Linked DNA regions of Mus musculus: regions 1 and 3 are each linked to region 2. A link is a contact called in public HiChIP or PLAC-seq and promoter capture Hi-C data. All regions are on one chromosome and are shown on one strand. The core of a region is the stretch at or near the end of the contact, and the rest is flanking DNA. Distances in the headings are between cores, read along the strand shown.

What was found. Promoter capture Hi-C pulls out the DNA fragments that hold promoters and counts their contacts. HiChIP or PLAC-seq counts read pairs in DNA pulled down with a chosen protein or histone mark.
Region 1: a contact with region 2 is called in an H3K4me3 HiChIP or PLAC-seq map of stem cell-derived neural progenitor cells, with 3 times the contacts expected there. The contact joins the enhancer-like site here to the promoter of Zfp354a in region 2. A contact is called at or near these places in 3 of 39 promoter capture datasets (the 3T3-L1 cell line, embryonic stem cells and hippocampal neurons), 3 of 484 Hi-C or Micro-C datasets (the N1E-115 cell line, cardiomyocytes and cortical neurons), 2 of 115 datasets of contacts at active chromatin or transcription factors (astrocytes and stem cell-derived neural progenitor cells) and 1 of 9 other capture datasets (embryonic stem cells).
Region 3: a contact with region 2 is called in a promoter capture Hi-C map of the 3T3-L1 cell line, with 7 times the contacts expected there. The contact joins the promoter of Maml1 here to the promoter of Zfp354a in region 2. A contact is called at or near these places in 2 of 39 promoter capture datasets (the 3T3-L1 cell line and cranial neural crest).

What each region holds. Positions count from the first base shown.
Region 1 is chr11:50,455,531-50,459,308 of GRCm38.p6, forward strand. No RefSeq gene overlaps it. Among named protein-coding and RNA genes, the nearest start is that of Rufy1, 26 kb to the left of the region's middle. Within about 2 kb of position 2,096, at least 60 of the 459 cell types and tissues checked have an H3K27ac peak or open chromatin away from gene starts, as enhancers often do. A contact at or near this core is called in cortical neurons, embryonic stem cells and stem cell-derived neural progenitor cells, where this site is marked.
Region 2 is chr11:51,056,673-51,060,524 of GRCm38.p6, forward strand. Zfp354a (zinc finger protein 354A) reads left to right here and starts at 2,553. Exons shown (of 5, transcript NM_009329.4): 1 at 2,553-2,730; 2 at 3,400-3,482. The coding sequence starts at 3,450.
Region 3 is chr11:50,290,698-50,294,185 of GRCm38.p6, forward strand. It overlaps Maml1 (mastermind like transcriptional coactivator 1), which reads right to left and starts at 1,639. Exons shown (of 5, transcript NM_175334.3): 1 at 1,029-1,639. The coding sequence starts at 1,364. Canx (calnexin) reads right to left here. Exons shown (of 15, transcript NM_007597.3): 15 at 3,260-3,488.

The DNA.
Region 1 (3,778 bases), core at 846-3,345, 600 kb before region 2:
AGCAATTCTCTCCCAACTCTGTTTTCTTGCGGTGCCTTGCACATACTGGGCAATAGTGAGTTACAACCCTGACCCTCTAGATAACAGTCTTTATTAGATTCTTGGTTATATTTCTAGTTTGTCTTTATTTTTAAAATTAATTAACTAAAATAAATTTTTTTTTGAGAAACGCTCTCCTGTAGTCCAGGCTGGCCTTGAACTTGCTCTGTAACTGGGCATGACCTTGAGCTTCTTCTGATCCTCCTGCCTCCGCCTCCTGAGTGCTGGGATTCCAGGCATGTGTTTTTGGGCTTTGTTTTATGCAGTGCTGAGGATCGGAACCCAGAGTTTTGTGCGTGTAACTTAACTCTACCAACTGAGCTAGCCCTAGCCCATCGAGTGTTTCTTCATGCACTTGCATATGAATGTGTTTCGGCATACCTGCCTTAAAAAGGTGGCGTGCCATACCTTTACCAATGTATGCTGGAGCTCACTAGCTGACTGGCAGATCTGAATACCTCACTATTGTGGATGGTTACACTATGGTTAGCAAGTAGTGGGGGTTTCAAATGTCTGCCATTCCAGCAAATGGCCCAGAGAATAAACTTGCGTATCTGCCATTTGTCTGTGTGGATTTGTCTTTATAGATTTGATTTCAGTAGTGGGACTGCTGCATCTCAGGGCGTTTGCATCCCTTATCTTGCAGACTTTGCTGGCTGTCCCTCTGTTGGGGTTTATATCATCCCATCTTCTCCCATCAATGACTGAGAGTCTCTTTGGCAAGAATATTTCTAATTCTTCCTTGTTTTCTAGCTATCAAGTCCTACGCCCTCACACCTTTCCCTTGCGACATGGGGTTTGCTTCAGGGTATTATCAAAGCTTCTATTTACGCAAGTCACACTGAGATGTCCTGTTAGACTTGATTTATGGTATTTTGAATGAGGAAGCTTTATTTAATGTTGTTTTTTGAGACAGGATCTCATGTTGCTGAGGCTGGCCTCCAACTCACTATATGGCAGAAGCTGGCCTCTAGCTCCTACTCCTTCTGTCTCTGTCTCCCGAGTGTCTGGCTGGAATGAAGAATCTTGAAGGGAGCCCAGACTGTTTAAAGAATGATGGACAGGCAAGCCGGTGGGGATTCAGGTTCAAGCTGTTGGTGATTGGGAGGGTTCAGGATCAGGGACAGATTGTGAAGAACTTGGGCTGTCATTCACCGAGTGTATTTCGTGTCTGAGTGTGCACGCAGATGTGCTGTGAGAAAAGGTCTCACTATGCAGCCTCCGACTATCCCAGAACCATGAAGACCAGGTTTCACTTGTTCTCATATACAAGTGAGTTTCCGGGTGCTGGGATTTGAGGTGCTGCTGTGCTTTGTCTCCCACCGCCTGGGTCCCCATTGAGGAGGAAGAGGAGGAGGAGGAGGAGGAGGAGGAGGAGGAGGAGCAAGAGGAGGAGCAGGAGCAAGAGGAGGAAGAGGAGGAGGGAGATAGTTACCAGGAGGATTTCATTCCTGGAACCTGTGCAGGGCATGGAAGAGAGGACCGATATTCTAACTTTTAATTCTTAACTTCCTGCTGGGTGCTGTGGAGAGATCGCTATTTGGCCTATTTAGCAATCGTGTTTTCCATGAAGGGGCGGGGTGTGTGGTGGGGGTGAAACTTCGCAATTCAGTTTCCAGGCTGGAAAGGTTGGGAGGCCACTTTCCCACTTTGTCCCTTCGGAGCAGTCCTTATCATTGTTATTCAAATGCGTCGTAACTGAGACAGATTACAGGGCTGCTGGTGCCTCAGAGCCTCCCAAGCAAGAGATCTGACTTTCCACTTTCCAAGGGGAGGAAGTCATTAGTGGGGCTGTCTTGTCCAAGACGCCAGGAGGAGGAGGAGGTGTCAGCCTGGAGCAGAGAAGGCTTAGCTAGTTTAGTTTTTTGTTTTGTCTTTTCTACCCACCCTGTGGCCTTGCCAAACCCGGTTGTCTGGCTTCTGGAGGGTGTGAGCGGCAGGAGATGCTATGTGCGGTTTCCATGGCAGTAGGCCGCTGGGGACATGTGGGGATGCACAGCCAGGTGGCTGGCGCAGGCTCACCTGCTCGGCTCCTGGCAGCCGCGGTAACGAGGAGGCCTAGGCTCCCCTTTCCGCTTTTCTTTAGTTCCTGGAGCTCTGGTTACTGTCTTTATGAGTCTGAGCTCTGTGTGAGAGAACTTTAAAAAGTTCCATGTGACTTTATCTGGGGAGCGGACCGAATGGCAGCGATTCAGAAGGCAAGGATGGAAAAGTACCAGAGGCAAGGCTGGCGTAAAAGGCAGAGGTGCCTACAAAAAGGAGGCGTTCCACAGTCAGGCTCCCCAGCACAGAGAGGCTCGCCCCCACCCCGCGTCCCCAGGGTTCTCTTCGCAGTGCCCTTGACACTAGCAGGCGCAATTCAAGGGCTGGCCATCAGCGTTTGAGTCAATGTTTGATCTCTTTATTTAAGGAACTCACGAAGATGTTGACGACTCCCTGAAGTCCAACAATATCAGTTTAATCACTGCCCAATATTTTTTTTTTTTTTTTTTTTTTTTTTTTTTTTAGTGAGGACTCTTTTTATTCAAGGATCACTAGGAATTCGGGGGGTGGGGTGGTGGTGGTGGTGGTGGCGAGGGAGTTCAGATTTCAAACAGATAAAGATGTAAAAGTTAGGTCCAAGTCTACAGTGTGCTTTTCTAGCAAGTTCTTGCTGTTTGCAGGCAGCAAGCAGGCTTGTGTCTGCTCTTTGTAATCCGGTGGTACCGGAACATCTTGTATGGGCCTGGGCCCTCAGGGTCGGTTCTGGCAGACAGCAGGCTTTCTCTATCTACAGTGGTAATGCTTGGGAAAAAAATCCCATGACCAAGATTGATGGAAAGGCTTGGGGTCAGGGACTTGGACTGTGGATCAGAAAATGAAGATGCACGGCGTGGACCCCGACCAACACGGCCGCGAAGGCAGGGGTGGATGGGACATCTAGAATGTGGGGCCAGAACAGAACTGCCCGAAATCTTGAAGAAGTAGTCCCAAAGCCATGTTTTTCTTGGACACAGAAAGAATCAACAGAGTAGAACATGTTTTAGTCTCAAAGTGTACGACCACACACTGTTAGATCCCAGCCCCTCTTGCTGTCCTAGACTCTCCCAGAAATCAGGCCACACCTCCTTGCAGTTTCTTAACTATGATGCTCCAGCTTCTGACCAGAAGCCTCTCCCTCTTTCTCTCTTCAAGGCTACCTCCTGTTGCCTCTGGTATGTTGCTATATTTCTTAATGCTCTTCCATCCAACTGCCGATCAGCACCCTGACTCTGGCTCATTCTAAAGGGTAATTTCATATCCTTTCCATGACACCAATAAGCTGGCTGAAGGTTCTTTTTGTTTTACCTAGATAGAAGTTGGTAGGCAAGAAACTCTATAAAAGCTGGTTTGGGGATAAAGGGTGTATAGCTCATTTGGTAGGGGGCTTTCCTACCGCATGGGTCCTAAGTTTAATCCCAGGGTCTCATAAATCCACAGGGATGGTGCATACTTATAACCCAATACTTGGGAAGGAAAAGCAGGAGGATCAGAAGTTCAAGGTTATCTTCAGTTTGAGGCCAAAACAAAGGAAGGAACAAACAAAGCTAGCCTCTAGCAGCTTTCTTGTTCTTTAGTGTTTGAAGCGAAGTACAGTGGTGGGAAGGCAAAAGCAGTTGACAAGTAGCCCTTCTACAGTCTTCCTGCAGGGCTTGATATCTAAACCTTGGTCCTTGACAGCCACCAGTATCTCATCTCTTAGCCTGGGACCAATCAGGCC
Region 2 (3,852 bases), core at 1,303-3,802:
CCTAACTACTAATTTCTGCTCTGTGGCACCAAGAAACTGGAGTGGGGCTGGGCTGGGTGTATTTATAATTTTTTTTGTGTGACTGACAATACCTACTAGCCTGGCCTGGGAGAGTCTGCCACTTCAGCTATCTAGGAGTCTGAGGCAAAAGAATTCAAAGTTCAAGGCCAGCTTTTGCAGAGTGAGGTCAATGTTAGCCTAGCCAATTTGATGAAACTCTGTCTCAAAAGTTAAAAGAGGGCTGGTGTTTAAAAAAAAAATGTTTTTTTTCTTCTATCCCCTGCTCTAGGAATGACAACTCTGGGACTAATTATTTATTATTAGTTGGTTAGGCCATAGCTTTGGCTCATTCTCTGACTAGCTTGTAGCTTACTTAACCCATTCAAACTATTCTGTCTACCACTTAGTTACCTGTCCTTCAGGCTCAGCTGCTGCTTTTTCACATCTCTCTCATCATCTCCTTTTATTTTTTTCCCACTATTTCCCAGAATCCTGTCTCTTCCTGCCAGTGTCCCACCTCCTATTTCCTGCCTCAGCTCATTGGCCATAGTCTTTTTTATTGACAGATGATGCGCGTAAGCGATTTTCTCTACAGAGTGGGGATGTGGCTCAGGGGTGGAATGCTTGTCTAGCCTGCTAGAGGCTCAGGTTCATTCTCCAGTACCACCACCAAATTAATTAAAATAAAATGTTTTGCATGTATTTATTGTGCATATATGAATGTATGTGGCACAGTGTATGTGTGAGGTCAGTCTCTCTTTTCACTATGTGAGTTCCTAGAATTGAATTCAGGTTACCAGGCTTGGCAGGGAGCGATTCACCACTGAGTCTTCTTCCGGGTCCTCATAAATAAAAAATTCTAAAACAATTATCTGTTGGCTCTTCCTGTAATGTCTCTGTCCTGATTGCTATGGATTGTCAATTTCATTAGATTGAGGGGTACCCAAAAGCTTGCTAAAGCCCATATCTGGTTGCGTTGATAAGCCGTATCCACGGAGGAGTCCATCATAAGGGCTGTTACATACACAATGACTTAACCCATTGATGGACTCAGTCTTTCAACCAGTTTTGGGGTGTTATGGAGCTGTAGGGGGTGTGGCCTGGCTAGAGAAGATGGGTTTCTAGGGATGTCCTTGAAGGGTCTATTTTGGCCCCACCCCTTCCTGTTAGCTGCTCTTTGCTTCCTGGCTGCCTTCAGCTCCACGGCTTTCATCTTCCTTGTCCTTCTGTGACATTCTGCTGCCTTGCTCTGAGCCGACAGTCAATGGAGTCAGTCAGGCGAGGACTTTAACCTGCCAACCACGGCCCCAAACTGGCCCTTTATTTTAGACCCTTAAGTTATTCTTCTCAAGTGAGTGTCACAGCCACAAAACTACAACTGCTACAATTCTGCCTCTCCTGAGTTGTTGCCTCAACCCCGTGCTTCATTCTTGTCTGCCCAGGCTGCCCTTGCTTTGCCCTACCCTTCTTTTGTTGTTTGTCTTTTCTTCTTTTTTGTTTTTTGTTTTGTTGTTTTTTTGTTTTGTTTTTGGTCTTATTACAGGTATCTTCTAGATCCCTATCTAATTATGTTCGTGGCTTGTTGTCTGGTTCTTGCCTTTTACAAAAAATAAAGTACTTCAGGATAATGACATTTGTTTTATTCAGTTTTTCAAATGGCTCATAATAGGGCTTGGTGCGTGACCGTTAGAACACAGACTGTACAGCGTACTCTGAAAAGTCAGACCACACACTCCTGTAGTCTCTCCCTCTTTGGACTGAGAGTTGATACAAGCAATGTGCTGTGACATTGACAAGGCTCACAGAGCTAAGTTATCTCTCTCTTCCTCTCTCAGCTGCCACCCTAGCTCCAACAGACACCCCAGACAACCTTGAGTTATAACTTAGCTTGCATCTACTGCCTTCCTACCTTTTCTTTTGACTCCTGGCACACAAGTTGGGCCATGTGTCAACACAAACTTCCCCAAACTTGTAAGAATACAGAATTCCTGTCCTTGGGAGCTGAAGGATATTTGATAAGCTTTGCCCGTCAGATCTCCATCGTGGCTGCCTTCAGCCTGATTCTAATAACTTCCCCCCTCCCCGCTGTTGTTATTTGTGGGAAAAGAAGAATTTTAAGGACATTTATTACTTGTGTGTATGAGTGAGTGTGTATGAGCATGGAATGCATCCGCTGCCCGGAGATGCCAGAAGGGGGTATTGGAACCCAGGCACTGCAGTTACAGGCCATTGTGAGCAACTGATATGGGTAGTGGGGATTGAACCTAGGTCCTCAACAAGAGCAGCAAGGACTCTTAAACCGCTGAGCACCTCTCCAGCCCTACTAATACCTTATAAAAAAAAAAAAAAAAAAAAAAAAAAAAAAGCTCTTCTAAAGGGTACTTCGTGCCAGCTTCCTTTCCACTAACCTGCAACATCTTTTATTATTTACCTAACAAGCAGGTGTTTGATTCCCGGTGTCCACTCTGACCTTCCAAGTAATCTGTGCATCAGACAAACCGAGGAACTTCAAATCCCAGAATCCCTGTGTCTCGAAGTGGACTACATTTCCCAGAGGGCTCCGCGGCCACCACCCTCTGGACCCCAAGATCTGACCCCCCCGTGAGCCTTCGCGGGTCTTAGGGCGTCTGTGGCGCGGCTCGAGGCTAGGGGCCAAGGTCCCCGTGCAGAGTCCTTACCCGCGGCGGCTCAGAGCATATGTGAGGCGCGGCGGGAGCCGGAGGAGGGAAGGTGAGTGAAGGCTCGATATGTTCGGACGTCAGACAGGGGCTGGGCTGGGTTTGGCTCGGCGGCCTCCTGCGCGTCCCCCTCCCCAGAACGCGCGCTCCCAGTGGCCTTGGCTCTGGACTGCAAGTGACCTGCTCCCCACCGCCCGGGCAGTGACCACGCAGGCTGTGTTTTCCGTGCAGCTCTCTTGTCCTGGGCTACTATTGGTCCCCTTTCTGGAGTTTTCCCCTGGTATTCTGGAAATCGATCTCTGACAGCAGCAGTGCAGTCGGGTGGGCAACGTGTTATAAGGAAGAACACCGTCCCTGCCCGTGGTCAATCTGAGGGGGCAAAACCGGAGGCGCCCCCACTGTGGCCGCATTCAGACTTCAATTTCCTTCCCAAAGGGGCTGGAAAGTGCCTGCTGAGATGTGGTGAACAGTCTAAGGGTGTTCACATGGGAGCTCAGTGAGTCCCCTCGGTTATGGAGTACAGTGTCGCCTGAATCTTGCTTCTGGACATCCACGGACAAGAAGACTGGTGACTTGTCGATTCTCTGATGCCCACCCCCAGCTCCTGGTTCCCTCTCTTGAGGCAGAAGAGCCAGGCTCAGATGATGGGACACTTTCGGAGATGCTGCTTCTGACAGGTGCCGAGCAACAGGTACTACTCCTTTCTTCTTTCCACCCTCAGATCCTCCCTCATCTTCACCCATCTTTGGAAGAAGAACCTTCAGAAAGAAGATGGCTCCTGAGCAATGGGAAGCGACATCTCAGGTAAGCACCTTGCCGGTTCATTTCGTAGCAGAAGGAGCGGATTTTGTTTGGTTTTCCTTCTGACAGTTATCCACGCAGTTCAGCCTTCACCGGGTTTCATCGCCCATGCCCTCCTTGGAGCAGTTGGTCCTCCCTCCGTGGGTGGTGGATTCTGTGGGGAGCACACCCCATGTTCACAGTTCCAGTCTTATGTATCTCTTGATAGACAGGCTATTGTTGCCTGGTGCCAGTCTGGTGTATGCCTACAAATTCCACAAGTAACTTGCCAGGTACCTGGGACAGAATACACATACGTACTTGAGAAAATTCCTTTTTTTTCTGGTCCTGCCTCCCGCACTTGTCTGTTTCATTCTCTGCCCTTACCAAAATT
Region 3 (3,488 bases), core at 389-2,888, 770 kb before region 2:
GCTAGCTCCGGCTGGCTCCGAAAGCCAACCGAAGATTAAACCTAATTCCCTCCAGCAACAGAAGGGTTTCTAACATTTCAAGAGGAAGGGTATTAAGTGACTGAAAGACTAACCACCAGTTAGGGAAGAGTTTTAACAACGGCCCAAGTGAGAGACAATGAAGACATAAATTAGAATTACCAAACAACTTAAGTGTTGTAAAATTTTACTTTTAAACTACCAAGAATTTTGTAACACCCATTCCCCTCCCCCGCCCCTCCACACAGGTTTCCGGTTTATAAATCAGTTTCAGGGAGGCAAAACTTCTAACCAATAAATCTCGGGATTAGCTACTAAAAACCAAAGGGCACAGCTGACCAACAAGTAACGTCATTTCCCCCGTTCAACAACTATTAATATTATCAGAGGTTTTTAACAGGCTTAGTAGGTTAATTTTGGAACTGTCAATAATATAGCAGGAATCAGGCGTTCACAAATTCCAAAGTTCCCTTTTGCGGGGGTTGGGGGAAAACGAATGCCTTTTAAGCAACTCCGTTTACCGAAGCTTCCAAAGACTTTTCAATTTTCCATTCCGAAACCGCGGGATACTGTCAACTGAAGGGAGACTTATTTCCATATTAAAGCCCTAACTAACCTCCACGAAGCAAAGATCCAATCAACATCTGCAGACTAAGCGAGGCCAGGCCTACGGTGCAAGAACGCCCTACATCCTAGGCAACTCCAACGCGGGTCTGCTCCAAGACGAAGTTCTCATCAATTGGAAATTAAGTTTAGGAGAAAAGCCTACCAGCAACTAACCTCCTGCTTTTCCAGCCCCGATTTCACTCAAGTCCTCAAGGGGACGTTTTCCCAAAGTACACCGCAGTGCCACTTCTGGAAGATGACAAGCGCCCTGCCATGTTAGCCACCTCCCAGGACCCAGACTAAGAAATGGGGGCGCTCGGGAAAGTTTCCCCAAGGCCCGATCCGCGCCGGAAGAGGCGTTTTCGGGAGTGAGTATTGCTGTGGCAGGCGCCAGCCTTACTCACCGCGACCGGGCGGCCGTGCTCCGGGCCGTCCGCTGCGTCCAGGCGCGCGGCCGCCGGGGCCGAGGCGGGGGCCGGAGCGGCAACCGGGGCCGTGGCGGCGGCCGGCGGCTGCCGGTGCTTGCCGGCGCGCTTGGCCTTGGCCTGGATGCAGCGCTGGTGCAGGGCAAAGGTGTGCTGGCGCTCGAGCTCCAGGCGCTCGGGAGACACAGCCTCGTAGCGGGCCTCACAGGTGCTGTGGTGGCGCCGGCACAGTTCGATGCGCCGGCGGAGGCGCTCCATGACCGCGCTGTGCCGCGGCAGCGCGAACTCCGCCATGGGGCAGGTGGGTAGCACCATGGGCCGCGGGCGGCACTGGCCGGGCCCGGGCCTCCCGGCGCCGGCTGCCACTTCGGGTTCCTCCGCTTCTGACGGCCCGGATCCGCCTCACGCCCGCGCCATGTCCGGCCGGGCTGTGGAGCGGGCTCGGGCGCGGCGGCGGGTCTTCCTCCGGCCCCGCTCGGCCCGATTCCAGGCCGGGGAACACCGCCCGCCTCAGGCTTCGGCCTGTCCGCTATACCCCTGCCCCATTGTTTTCCGCGCCGCTGCCGCCGCCATCTTAAAATTGTTTTCGGGGCTTTCGGAAGAGGGCGGGGCCTGGGCCGGCGAACTCTGCGTCACTGCTGATGGACCGAAGCTCTAGCCAATCAAAGGAAACCCGCTGCCCGAGGGCGTGGGGGACAAGCACGTCAGGAATTTTCGGGTATTTAAACTGAACACTCTGGCGAGGAGGGAAGCCCGAGGCGGGCTCAGTGCGGGAGAGTGAACTGTGACTGACGGGAACCTATCCAAGAAGAGCCACGTTTTCTGAACACCGCCCCCTGAAAGCAGTCCCTTCCGGGTTCGTGAGGAACGCGGGTTAAGTCTGAGTGAGGTGGAAGCCTTAAGACCCAGATGTCCAAAGCTGTCTATCTTTTTAGTCCACCCACACTATTTCGAGGTCAGCCATTTCCGACCTCATTCTTTACATACAGCCACGTAATTGATCAGAATTGTTTTGAGCTTGAGCGACCTAGTAGAGATAGTTATCACTGACTGGTACTGTGAGCAATAGCTCATTACTTGGAGGGGTGAGGGTGGGAAAGAGCCTCAATACTGGGGACTGGAGTTATTTAGATCTACAGGGGCATACACTTAAAAACCGACTGATATATAAAATTGAGTCACTCAAAATCCAATCCAAAGCACTGGGTTCCAGTGATGCCACTAGCAAGCAAGTGAGCGAAGGTAAAAAGCCAGGAAAGGACCAAAAAATGTTCTGGATGGTTACTGACACCCAAACTGCCATAGGAGATGCTGGGAGGCTTTGCAATAGAAGACCTCACGAGCCACTCAAACATGTCACCCTTTAACCTCTTACTAGAGTTCATTAAAGTTTTATTTTTAAAATCACAAAGAAAAAAAGCTAACAGCCAAGTGTTTTTATACACATGGAGTTAAAATAAGAAAAAGGAATTCTAAGTTTTTGGTGGCGGGAGTGGCAAAGATAAGTGAGCACTGCTTCTTCCCAGTGCCAAGCATTACAATCAGCACTCAAGTGAAACCAGCAGCTTTTGTATGCAGTGATGAAGGACTGAACCCAGGACCTCATGAGTACGCTGCAGCTGTCTTCACATACACACTAGAAGAGGGCATCGGATCCCATTACTGATGATTATGAGCCACCATGTGGTTGCTGGGAATTCAGGACCTCTGGCAGAGCAGTGGGGTACTTAGCTGCTGAGCCAACTCTCCAGCCCACCATTAAACTGTAGTGTCAGGTACCCCAGATTGCCCTCAAATATATTGTCTGAGGCTGGCCTGCCTCTGCTTCTGATCACACCATTACGCCCAGTTAGAAGTGCAAGGTTATCTTCAAAACTCTATAGTGTATGGATTCAGGACGCAACCTAAAACACAAAATATCCTGGGCATGACTTCCAATATCCTCAAATATGAAGCCTGAGAAACTTTTTTTCTAATAAAAGCTGTTAAAAGATATATATATATATCCTAAAGAATAGTATCTAGGAGGACAGGGTGTAGCTCAGTGGTAGAGCACTGGTTCAAATGCCAGCAATGAAAAAGTTTTTGGGCTGAGGTCCATTTTACACAATGGTAATGACTAAACCATCACTTAAATACAAAACTAAATTAAGGTCTCCTATGAGAAAAGACTAAATTAACCATTATTCAAACAGTAAAAACATTCAGTGTTATGATACAGATATTTAACACGGGCTTTAATATAATGTCATTTAGCAGTGTGACAATCTGAAAAGTGGACAATAGAAGAGTACTACTGGCATGGACATTTTACAACAAGGAGTCCAGCATAGAAAATCAGAATATAAGGGCCTTTATCTATCTTAATTCAGTGCCAGGAATCAGACCCACGGAACCTTGCACACGCTTAGCAGTTCTACCTACTCAGCTACAATACCT